Regions from separate parts of the Sus scrofa genome. Here regions 1 and 2 are each linked to region 3. Evidence: chromatin contacts called from public Hi-C and promoter capture Hi-C data. All regions are on one chromosome and are shown on one strand. Each heading gives the region's core, a stretch centred on a gene start, on an enhancer-like site or on the middle of the called end of the contact. The rest is flanking DNA. Distances are from core to core; before and after follow the strand shown.

The links. Promoter capture Hi-C pulls out the DNA fragments that hold promoters and counts their contacts. Hi-C and Micro-C count contacts between places; a contact is called where the count stands out from the background.
Region 1: a contact with region 3 is called in a promoter capture Hi-C map of fetal liver, with 4 times the contacts expected there. The contact joins the promoter of LOC100522861 here to the promoter of C3H7orf50 in region 3. A contact is called at or near these places in 4 of 5 promoter capture datasets (fetal liver, liver and skeletal muscle), 25 of 47 Hi-C or Micro-C datasets (adipose tissue, alveolar macrophages, blood and 13 more) and 2 of 2 datasets of contacts at active chromatin or transcription factors (alveolar macrophages and skeletal muscle).
Region 2: a Hi-C map of skeletal muscle shows a contact between it and region 3, with 3 times the contacts expected there. The contact joins the enhancer-like site here to the promoter of C3H7orf50 in region 3. A contact is called at or near these places in 2 of 5 promoter capture datasets (liver and skeletal muscle), 3 of 47 Hi-C or Micro-C datasets (embryonic fibroblasts, mesenteric adipose tissue and skeletal muscle) and 1 of 2 datasets of contacts at active chromatin or transcription factors (skeletal muscle).

The regions. Positions count from the first base shown.
Region 1 is chr3:633,470-637,343 of Sscrofa11.1, forward strand. LOC100522861 (cytochrome c oxidase assembly protein COX19) reads right to left here and starts at 1,871. Exons shown (of 3, transcript XM_021085943.1): 1 at 1,707-1,871; 2 at 832-967. The coding sequence starts at 1,788.
Region 2 is chr3:669,126-672,649 of Sscrofa11.1, forward strand. The region is part of intron 2 of C3H7orf50; the gene reads right to left. Among named protein-coding and RNA genes, the nearest start is that of MIR339-1, 3.9 kb to the left of the region's middle. Within about 2 kb of position 1,591, at least 78 of the 83 cell types and tissues checked have an H3K27ac peak or open chromatin away from gene starts, as enhancers often do. A contact at or near this core is called in embryonic fibroblasts, liver, mesenteric adipose tissue and 1 more, where this site is marked.
Region 3 is chr3:743,403-746,925 of Sscrofa11.1, forward strand. C3H7orf50 reads right to left here and starts at 1,968. Exons shown (of 5, transcript XM_013987679.2): 1 at 1,818-1,968. LOC102163231 reads right to left here. Exons shown (of 3, transcript XM_021085953.1): 3 at 3,290-3,523.

The DNA of each region.
Region 1 (3,874 bases), core at 621-3,120, 110 kb before region 3:
CTCGCTCCGTGGGTCAGGGATCCGGCGCTGCCATGAGCTGTGGTGTAGGTCGCAGACTTGGCTCGGATCCCACGTGGCTGTTGTGCAGGGCGGTGGCTACAGCTCCGATTAGACCCCCTAGCCTGGGAACCTCCATATGCCGTGAGTGCGGCCATAGAAAAAAGACAAAAAAAAAAAAAAAAAAAAAGAATTCCCACCCCAGAAACGTAGTTATAGATTACATGCTTTTCCCATTAAGGTTTACGATCATTCTCATTTTAAGTAAAATCTCCACGGATCAGTTCGTCACATTTTTTTCTCTTTTTTTGCTTAAAGCTGTGCTCTGGTGAATTCTGGTTAAGACAGGAGGACGCATTCATCTTTCCTCATTTCTTACACGGCCACTGTCCTCCCTGTCATCCTGCTAACAGCTCTGAGCCTGCGTGGAACGAAACAGCAGAACACATATTTTCAGAGTCTGAGAATGTGAAAGCAACAAGCAGTGCACCCACAACCTTAAATCTTCTGACTCAGTCAGCACTTTTACGATGTATGATTCTGAGCCCTGGGTGGCATGTCAGCAGCGCCCAAATTTGGAAGGAAATACTCTGAGGAATGCAATCACGCCCAAAGCTATCCCTGGAGAAAAGGTTCCCACGATTGCTAAACAACTCTGAGTAGCTTTAATCTGACAAGCCTCAGTTTCAGAGGCCAGCAGCTCTACAGGTCTGAAACACAAGCCAATCAAGGCTCGAGTGAGGCCCACCCCAAGCACCTCCAGGGCGAAACGTCGGGGCAGGAGACCTGGGAAGGGGGAGAAGTTACAAACAATTGCTCAGGGAGAGAAGTTACCAGTAATTGCTCGCATGTACTTGCCTCTCCATCCTGCATTCTAAATATTCTTTTGATTCATTTCTGCACAAAGCATTTTCAAAGTTATTGTCACGGAGACACTTCATGAACTTCTCCTTAAAGCTTTTACATTCACCTAGAGAAAAAAAAGGAAAAATGTTTTGGGTTTAAAGTGAAAACATGACCTGCTCGCCCAGCGGTTGCCTTCACGGAGTTCCCAGGTGGTGGCGTTGTCGCTGCACCGGTTCCCGGTCGCTGCTGTGGCGTGGGTCACGTGCCGCGGGCGCGGCCACACAAAACAAAACAAAACAAAACAGAACAGAACAAAACTGGCTGCCTCCAGAAATACGCTGAAAGCGACCACGGAGAAGGTGCCCCGTGGAGAATCAAGGACAGGAAAATGGGAGCGAGCACGCGGGGAGCGGACGCTGGGGAGCTCCCCGCAGGATTCTTTCGACTTTGCCGTGTGTTTAGACTAGTTCACTGTAAAACGGTGGCCAACAAAAAGCCACCGATAAGCCAATTTTCGAAGCCTTAAGTTTCCACGGAGGCTTTCCCCCAGGGTGAGTCAAAACTCCGCAATGCCGGCCCAAACGTGCGGCGACCGGGACGGTTTTTCAGTTCTGCACAAGACAGTTTAACGCCCTGCGAGCTTCACACGCTTAAAACATTTTACTGACGCAACGTCGGCCCCAGAGCACCGGAGGCCGGGACTCCGCGCCCCCTTCCCCGGCCGGAGGGCGCAGCCGGGACCCGGCGGAGCCGAGCCGAGCGTCCGCGGCCCCGACGCCAGCGCCGCCCCGGCCGCGCGGCTCCACCGGGCCGGTCCAGGGCCGCGCGGGTCCGGCCTGGGAGCCCCGACAGCCGGCGCTCACCAAAGTGATCCAGCGGGAAGCTGCCCTTGTCCGGGGGCCGCGGCTGGAAGCTCTTGGACCCAAAGTTCATGGCCGTCGACATGATGGCAGCGCCTAGAGTCTCCCAGCGCGACGCACGCCCTACGGAGGGCGGCCGGCCGAGCGCCGAGCAGGCCCCGCAGGAGCGCCGAGCACGTCGAGCGGCTAGAGGCCCTGCGTCGCCTAGGCCCCGCCCCTCGCCATGCAGGGCCCGCCCTCGCCGCCAGGCCCCGCCCCTTGAGCCCAGGCACCTTCCCCAGGCTCTGAAAGGGCCGTTTCCAAGCTGGTCGCCTCTAACCCTCGCCGCAACCCAGTGGGGGCGGGAGAGGGGGGGTTCCGGCCATCACTTTATGGTGAGGAGACGGAAGTTCAGAGAGGTGCAGCAAGTTGCCCAAAGACACACAGCAGACTTGCACTGTCCTGGCAGGCTGTGTCTGCCGGGGCCTCTCCGGGGCGCCGGGGCCTAATCCTGGCACTTATCTGATGAGAAGGAAGGAGTATTAGCTTCCTGGAGCTGCCGTCACAAAGAACACAGTCTGGGAGGCTTAGAACAACAGGATTTCTCAGCTTTGAGGTCCAGATGTCAGAGATGAAGGTGTGTCCTGACCATCCTCGTTGGCACCTCCTGGCGCTCCTTGGCTTGTAGATGCATCACCCATCTCTGCCTCATCCCATGGCATTCTCCCCGTGGGTCTATGTCCAAATTTCCCCCTTTTATTTTGCTTTTTTGTTTTTTTCTAGTTCAGGGCCCGTTTTTTTTTTTTTTTTTTCCCTGTATGTAATATATTTTTATCTATTATTTTTAAAGTGTTTATTAGAGTTGATTTACAATGTTCTGTCAATTTCTGCTGTACAGTAAATTGACCCAGATATATATACACATTCTTTTTTTTTTTTTTTTTTTTGGTTTCTTTTTTGTCTTTTTGCCATTTCTTGGGCTGCTCCCGCGGCATATGGAGGTTCCCAGGCTAGGAGTCAGATCGGAGCTGTAGCCGCCAGCCTACGCCAGAGTCACAGCAACGTGGGATCCGAGCCGTGTCTGTGACCTACACCACAGCTCACGGCAACGCCGGATCCTTAACCCACTGAGCAAGGCCAGGGATCGAACCCGCCACCTCATGGTTCCTAGTCGGATTCGCTGACCACTGCGCCACGACGGGAACTCCTATATACACATTCTCCTTCTCACATTCTCCTCCATCCTGTTGGATGACCTCATCTTAACTAATTACACCTGAGATGACCCCGGTCCCAAAAAGGTCACATTCTAAGGTAGTCGGAGTTAGGACTTCAACATATGAATTTGGGGAGACACAGTTCAACCGATAAAAAAAAGTGAAAACGCGTCATAAATAGGTAACCCCTGACACTTATTTATTTTTGCCATAATGGCAGCAGTAACGAGTAAAGGGGCTCCGTGGAGACCCCCGCTCTGCCCAGCGGAGCTCCTCCCAGCCCTGTACCCTGGCCTGTACCTGCGCCACCCCCATGCCACCACTGAATCACTGGCGCCAGCCCAGCGGTGAGCCAGGCCCGGGACGTGACCAGCACGTGGGGTCCTCAGCATCACAGAGTCACCTGCTGTTTCCTCTGGACGAGCTGCGTTACCCCGGGGCTCTCACGTGACCAGCACCAATGCTCCTCGAAAGTCAGGGTCTTGCGGAGAGGCCCCCCGCCAGCCGGTCTCCATAACCTCGCCCCCCCCCGCCCCCGGGCCTGGCCCCGCCCCCAGACGCGTTCCAGCCCCGCCCTGCACCCACTTGCAGGGCCTCCTGACCGAAGTCCGCTGGGTGCCCCGTGTGTCCGAGCTGGCGGGCCTTGGGCGGGTGGGTGTCCGCGGGCGAGCCTGGGGCTGCTGGGAAAGCCCGATCCTCTTGTCCGGGCCTTGATCCTCTGGGCCTCTGGGCCACTTAAAACTACAAAGGATGACTGTACCTGTTCCTGTCATGTAACCAAGCGTCTACACCGCTGGACTCAGGGACCGAGCACTGAGTTATTCATTAATGCGTTTCCAGAGCTGCGAACAATAGAAGCTTTCATTACCCAGCAAATGGTTCTCTTCCACTTGATGGGATCACACCGCTTAGCAGTCAAAGGGACAGCCCTCCCCTCCCCACCAGGCCTGCCCTCGCGGCCTCTCCATCTGGCAG
Region 2 (3,524 bases), core at 341-2,840, 75 kb before region 3:
CCCCGCGGGGTCGACAGCCTCGCTCAGAATGTCCCAGGTCCCGGGAGGCACAGGGCACACCCGCAGCGCCGGCCCCCTGGCCTGAGTTGGGAGAAGGCCTTGGGGGGGGGGGGCACGCCCACCTCCTCCCACCGAGAACCAGCCTTCCTTTCACCCCTGGAACCCGGACCAAGAGGCGCCCGGCTGCACGCAGCTTTTAACGTGGAAACACGGCTCTGGCGGGCTGACAGGCAGCGCGGGCAGAGCCCGGGTGGAATACTGAGCACAGGAAGCGTGAGTCTAGAAATAACACCCAACACACACTAGGCTTCCTTCCCAACGCCTTCCAACGTTTAACTGACAGCGAACGTGACAGCAACGGCCCCTCCGTTGTAATGAAAATCAGATTCTTCACGTTTAAAAACACAAACCACAAAGCCACAAAGACCTTTCTCCCCCTCACTTGAGGTGGATCCTGGGGGCACCAGGAACAGGTACTTGGGGCAGCCCACTCACAGCATCCCACGCTGCTAACTTGAAAGCAAAAACCCCCACAAAACCCCAAAACACCCAACTATTTTTTGCACAAGATTTTCAATTACACTTTCACCTGCGCCCACCGAGCAGCACCTGCACTGCCCTGGTCCTCAGGGGCTTCTGGGCACCCCCCCGCCCCCCATCAGGAGACAAAACTGCACCCCTGGGCACAAAGCAGCAGAGGTGCTGGGGCCGGGTCCTAACCCACTTCCACGTGGCAGCCCAGCAAGCACCGGGCTGCAGGCCGTTCAGGGAAAAAAACAAAACACAAGGCGTTACTGGCTCCCAGACGAAGAAACTGCAAAACTCAAAGGCTTCATTAAAGGGGTATAAACGACCTCCATTCCGGCACCTTCGTTCGTTGTTAAACGCAATTTCCAAACTCATTTGCATCACACCAGGAAGCTAGCGACGGGCTGAATTTTTCCCGCTTGGAGAGAATTCCTGGGTGTAACGATCAATTTTAGCAAATCACGAAGCCAAGTGATGTTACTCACAGCCAAGTAATTTCACAAGCAAAACGGTAAATGCCCTTGTGGGTTCGGCCCCCAAACCCTGACATTTAACGAGCTCTGAGGGGCGGGGGCCGCAAAGGTCCCGAATGTGGGTCGCAAGCGGATGACGGCCTCACCCGGGGAGGGGGCAGGGACGTGGTCCGGGCCACTCCTCCCGTTTACGGGGAGCGGGCAGCGGGCCTGGTCCGCCGGGGGTCAGCTCGCCCGGGGACTGGCCGCGCGTCGTGTCTCGGAGCCCCCGGCCACCGCAGCCTGGCCTCGGTGCACGACCCCGGGCCTGGGGAGCGGGGCGCTCTGCACTGTCTTCTCCAAGTGGGGACCAGAGGGGCCGGGCCCCGCCTCCCGGGGTCGCGGGTCTCCAGGGCGCCGCCCGCCCCCCGCCCGGCCCCGCCGGCCCCGCCGGCCCGACCCCCACCCACCCCGCCGGCCCGAGCGCACTGACCTCCGCGTCCCAGGCCGCCAGGTGTGCCCGCGGCCCGCGGCAACGCCCGGCCCGCCGCAGCCCCCGCGCACTGCGCATGTCAGGCCGGCCCGGCTCGGCTGGAACCAGATCCAGCCGGCTGGGCGGTGACGCAAGCACGACGGGGCGTGTGGGCGGGGCTCCCGGCTGGGCGGGGCCAGCCCAGCACGTGGGCCGGGACCCCCAGACCCAGGCGGGAGCTGCTGGGCGAGGGGTGGCGGGGCGGCGAGGGGTGGCGGGGCGGCGAGGGGTGGCGGGGCGGCGAGGGGTGGCGGGCGGCGAGGGGTGGCGGGGCGGCGAGGGGTGGCGGGGCGGCGAGGGGTGACGCGCCGGGGCTGGCAGCGCCCACCGGGCCAAGTGACGCCGGACGGAGGCTCAGGGCCGCTTCTCAGCCTCCTACTGGCTGACCGAGCCCTTGTCCAGGGGTCTGCCTGCGGTCAAGCCCTGTCTCCAACTCGTCCTCACTGCAGACCCCCAGTTACCCCTCATCTTCAGGGAAGCCTTCTCTGCCTCCCTCCCAGAACACCCCCGAGTTCTCTGATCAAAGCCGGGACCCGCCGCCTGTGGGCTCCATCGCGGTCACTTCAGTGGGCGAGTGGCGCAGCTTGCTTTATTAAATGCTCTTCCGGCGCTTGTGCCCCTTCCCCTAAGACAAGACCGCTGATCAGCTGTGACAGTGCAAAGAAAACACCCCAGAAGCCCCGAGCCGGTGCCACGGGCCCAAGGCCCACAGCAGGCTCTGCAGGAGGGGGGGGGGTTCCGGGTGGGGGGGTGCTCTGTATTCTCAGCATGAGGACTGGCCGTCCTCTGGCTGCCGCCGCCGGGTGTTCCCCTCCCGCTTTGGGTGTGGGTGTCCCAGCTTCACAGCCCGATAAGGATCTGCGAAGCCCCAGAGCCAAGCCTGCATCTTTTTTGTGTTTTTCCTCTGGCCACCTCCCCACCACCCACAGGCCAATCCACACACCCACGCTTGCTTGCTTGCTCAATAGTGGGGGGTGGGGTGGGGTGGGGGCAGGAACCACCTGCAGAGGGACTGCAGAGGCCTCCCAGAGCCGGAGGAAAGTGGAGGGCAGGGGGGGGGGGCAGGGCCGGGACTCTGTGCTGGGCGGTCTCGCCTCTGCGATGCTGTTTAACCCCTAGCACGCGGGCGTCAGCGCTCTGGCCTTACAGATAAGGGAACCAGGCCTTGGAGGTGTTAACAGTTTTCGGGATTTTGCCAGTTTCTCGGAAGGGACACCGTTTGGGGTCTTCTGAGTCACAGTGTATTTCCTCCGCCCACGAGCCCCCGATCGAGTTTCTTCAGGCCATTATCTCGTCCTGGTGACTTTAATGGGCAGCCTGGGAGACAGAGAGCCCAGCCGGGGGAGAGCTGGCCTGGGGCCGGTGGGGGAGGGGCAGCGGTGCTGGCGCCAACACCGCAGTGAGGACTGCACCCCAGGGGGAGCTTCCTGCCCGACGCTATCTCATCTCCCGCTCCCAGCCACCCTGTTATCTGCACTTTGCAGATGAAGAGACGGAGGCGCAGCGAGTGTGTGCACTGGGTCAGGTCTGCCTGCTCACCACCCAGCTCCTTCCCAGGCCCCTGTCTGCCCAAGGACCCGCCTGCAAGGTACCTGCTGTCCCCGCAAGGCCTCACAGAGGCCTGGGGGCTGGGCAGGTGGAGAAGACCCCCAGCAGGGGCTGCCAGCCCAGGTCTGAGAGCATCAGGCACAGGGCTGCTAGCTGCACCCCCGGGCTCACTGTAGGGACCCCAAGAGAAAGGGCACCGAGTCCACCCCCCTGGGGACTTTTGCCCACAAGGTCCAGCTGGTGGAGTGGAACAGTGTGGTCGAGAGACCTGCCCACCGTGTGACCCTGGCAGCAGCACAGGGTCCGCCCTGAGGGACCCCAGGCAGCCGGGCTCAGCGCCCCGGTCAGGAAGACGGTCTGCGGCCGATGGGGTGAACTCCACGTGCTTGTTAAGCGGCATCTTCACACGAAGCGCCGAGCTCAGTGTGGGGGACACAGCAGGCAAAATGCCCCCACAGACACGG
Region 3 (3,523 bases), core at 718-3,217:
TGAGCTGCTCCCGGGAGCCTCCCACTACCTCGCCTCGCTGTGGCGCCAATGCCAAGGCCATCACCCCCGGGATCCACTGCCCCTCCTTCTACAAGACCCACTGCAAGTTCCCACATCCAAAACCCTTTCCACAGGCTCTCCGCCCTCTTCCTTTTATTTATTTTCTTCTCTGCTGGCTGCCCTGAGGCACATGGAGCTGCCGGGCCAAGGATCAGACCTGAGTCACAGCTGCGACCTACGCTGCAGCTGCGGGAATGCCGGATCCTTTAACCCCCTGTGCCAGGCTGGGGGTTGAACCTGCAACCTGGTGCTGCAGATGCTGCAGATCCGTTGTGTCAGAGTAGGAAATCCTCCACCCTCAAGCACAGTCCGCTGGTGCCTTCTCGAACTCCGTTCCAGCCACCCTCCCACCCAATGTGACCAGAACCACCAATGACAGCCAGGCGCTAACACGCTCCTGACCAGAGCCCAGCCAGGCTCCCTGAGCCCTTCTCTAGGCCTCCACCTGGGCCTGAAAAGACTTGAACAAAAAAGCAGTTTCCAGCAGCTCGAGGCCACATCTTAACAGCGACTCTAGGTCCCCTGAAAAGCACCTGAGAAAAATCCAGGCTGCCAAAGGATCCGGCCAACACCTGCAGACGGGCCTGCTCCCTCAGCCTCTGGGGTCAAGGAGGAGCCCCATTTTCCTGAACACCAGCCAGCAAGCCCAGGGGGGTTTCCCACAGACCAGCCCCGGTCATGCTTCTGGTCATTTTCCACCCCGACTCCCTGAGCACAGCCGCCACCTCCCTATGGCCTCAGGTCAGCCTTGCCCTGTTTGTGGTCACTGACAAAAATCCCACCTCACCGCCTGAAACCAAGTACAGCAAAACCAAGTACAGCCGGTCCTGTTTATCTCTGAGTCACCGAGTGGATCTAACGGACACGACTGGTCCCTCCCATCTCCCCTGCTCTTTCCTCTCAGCTTCCCAGGCACCCTCCACTCTCCGACCCCTTTGCACCCTGCGCCCCGACTCCGAAGGGGCGGAGGCTCAGCCCCTCCCTCTCTTCAGGCCCTGTGGCTGGAAACACCACCCTTGGGCTAAAGGTTTCTCTGCTCAGGTGTGTATCACCCACACACACCCTCTCAACGGAGGGGTCCAATCCACACCCCACCGTCCTCTGCACACCTGACCTTCCTGCACGGTCTGTTCCCCCCCAAGAATGGTCACGTGGTGGAATCCCGCTTTCAGCTCCAGCTAACACCCTGGTGTCACCCACAACTCCCGTCTTGCACAGCCTTCCACGCCACGGTAAACCCCGTTGGCGCATCCAGAGCACCTCCAGAAGTGGCCCCTCACGGCCTCTACCCTGAGGATCCTGGTCCAGCCGCCCCGCTCCCCTGGATTATTCAAAAGCCTCCAACTCGTCTGCGGCCTCCGCCCCGGCCCCTCCATCCCACGTGCGACTCGGCGTCCGGAAGGACTAGTGAAATACCTAAATCGGGTTAGGCCCCCCCCTCTGCTGGGACCCTCCTCCAGAGCTTCCCTCCCTTCCCCTCCTCGGCCCGGCGCCGCCTGCGGGGCTAAGCAAAATCAACCGCACCCCAACCACCCCCAAGCCTGGCTCGCTGGGCCGGGGCTGCTTCAGCTCCAACACTGCGGACAACCGGGAGGCACCCCCGAGCAGTGGGGAAGGCCCGGAGCGGCCGGCGCTCGGGATCCCGCGCTCCCCCCAGGTTGCCGACCGGGGAAGCGCCCAGCCCTCCTTGCGCACCCGCCAGCCCCGGAGACCTCGCACCCACGTGGGGCGGGCCCCAGACCGCCCCCCTCGCCTACCTGCGCGTGGCCTCCAGCGCCGGCTTCCGGCAGACGCGGCGCCCAGGTAACGGGGACCCGCCCTCCGGAGCTGCACCCCCCCCCCATTGGCTGAGGCCCGCCTCCGTCTCCCCGCTGGCCAATGGCGAGCGGTAGCCGCCAGGGCCGGGACGCGACCAGACGCGCCGGTGGCGTCATTGCTGGGCGCCGCTGGTGCCCGGAGCCTGCGGTTGCCAGGCAACCCTCCACGTGCGGGACCTCCCAGTTCGAAGCTGCGCAGGCCCGTTGCTCCACCGGGGTTCATGTTGAACAAGATAAAAATGTACATAGATTTCCCCCCCCCCGTCTTTTTAGGGCCGCTAGCCATGGATATTTGAAGTTCCTGGTCTAGGGGTCGAATCCGAGCTGTAGCTGCCGGCCTACACCACAGCCATGCCATAGCTCAGGGCAACGCAGGATCCTTAAACCCACAGAGTGAGGCCTAAACCTGCGTTCCCCATGGATACTAGTGGGGACTGTCACCGCTGAGCCAGGAGGGAAACTCCAGAGGTAGATTTTTAACTGCTTTCACTTAAAAGTGGGAGCAAGATTGTGCAATCTCCGCATTACACCTGTGCGCCAGGGTTCCCAATGCATCGGAGGTGCATGCAGACACCTGTTAAGTCCAGGTGAGGTCACCTGGGGTGAGGGTTGAAGGCGGAGGTGGGCCTGACCTCGCGGGGTATCTGAGGTCTGAGGCAACCCACTGCCAGTGAAACTGAGGGGTTACACCGTTGTTGATTTCTTCATAGTCCCAACACTGAGAAAGGGAAGAAAGAGACTTGGCCTGTGGGGACATTTAAGCTGCAGACCACGTGGAGGAGACAGGTGGACGGGGTTATGCTATCAAGGGAAGGTTCTCGATATGGGAGATAGGAAAGCCAGGCAGGGTTCTTTAGTTCCACTCTCTAAGGCCAGCCAGTTTCTAATCTGGCCGCATTATACCAGAGCCCCTGCTGGTCCTGTGTTCACACACGTGAGAGTCTATAAGGCACACACTTGGGGGTAGAGTTTCTGAACCATGTGTGCAAGCACGTCCAACGCTACGGACTCCAGGAAAAGCCATTCCGTTTTCCAGCTGCTCTGGAGGACTTCACGACCATCTAGGGAAAAAAAGTTCATCCAGAAGCTTAAATATACAGAAGCGTTGATGTAGTTTTTTTAATTTTTGCTTTTATTTTTAGCTCTGGTAATTTGCCATGCAACTGAGCAGGACTCTATGGCAGCTTCCTGGAATGCAACAGACTCCCACCCCACAACGCCCCTACCCAATGGCCTCCACCTGCCTCTTGTCCATATAGAAAACTTGAGCCTCCTTGGCCTTCTAGGTCCAAAAAGGTTTGTTTTTGTTTGTTTTAGGGCCACATCTGAGGCATGTGGAATTCCCGAGCGAAGGGTCGAATCAGAGCTGGCCAGCTACACCACAGCCACAGCAACGCCAGAACTAACCCGCATCTGAGACCTGCACCAAAGCTCACAGCAACGTGGGATCTTTAACCCACTAAATGAGGCCAAGGATCAAAGATGAGTCCTCAGGGATACTAGTCCGGTTTGCTACTGCTGAGCCACAACCGGAACTTCCAGTTCCAAAAAATTTAATCAGTTAAGTGAGAAAAATGCAAAAATAAATGAAGATAGTCAGGCAAGACAAAATAGCTTAGCCCTAAAACAAAAATCAAGGAACTTTA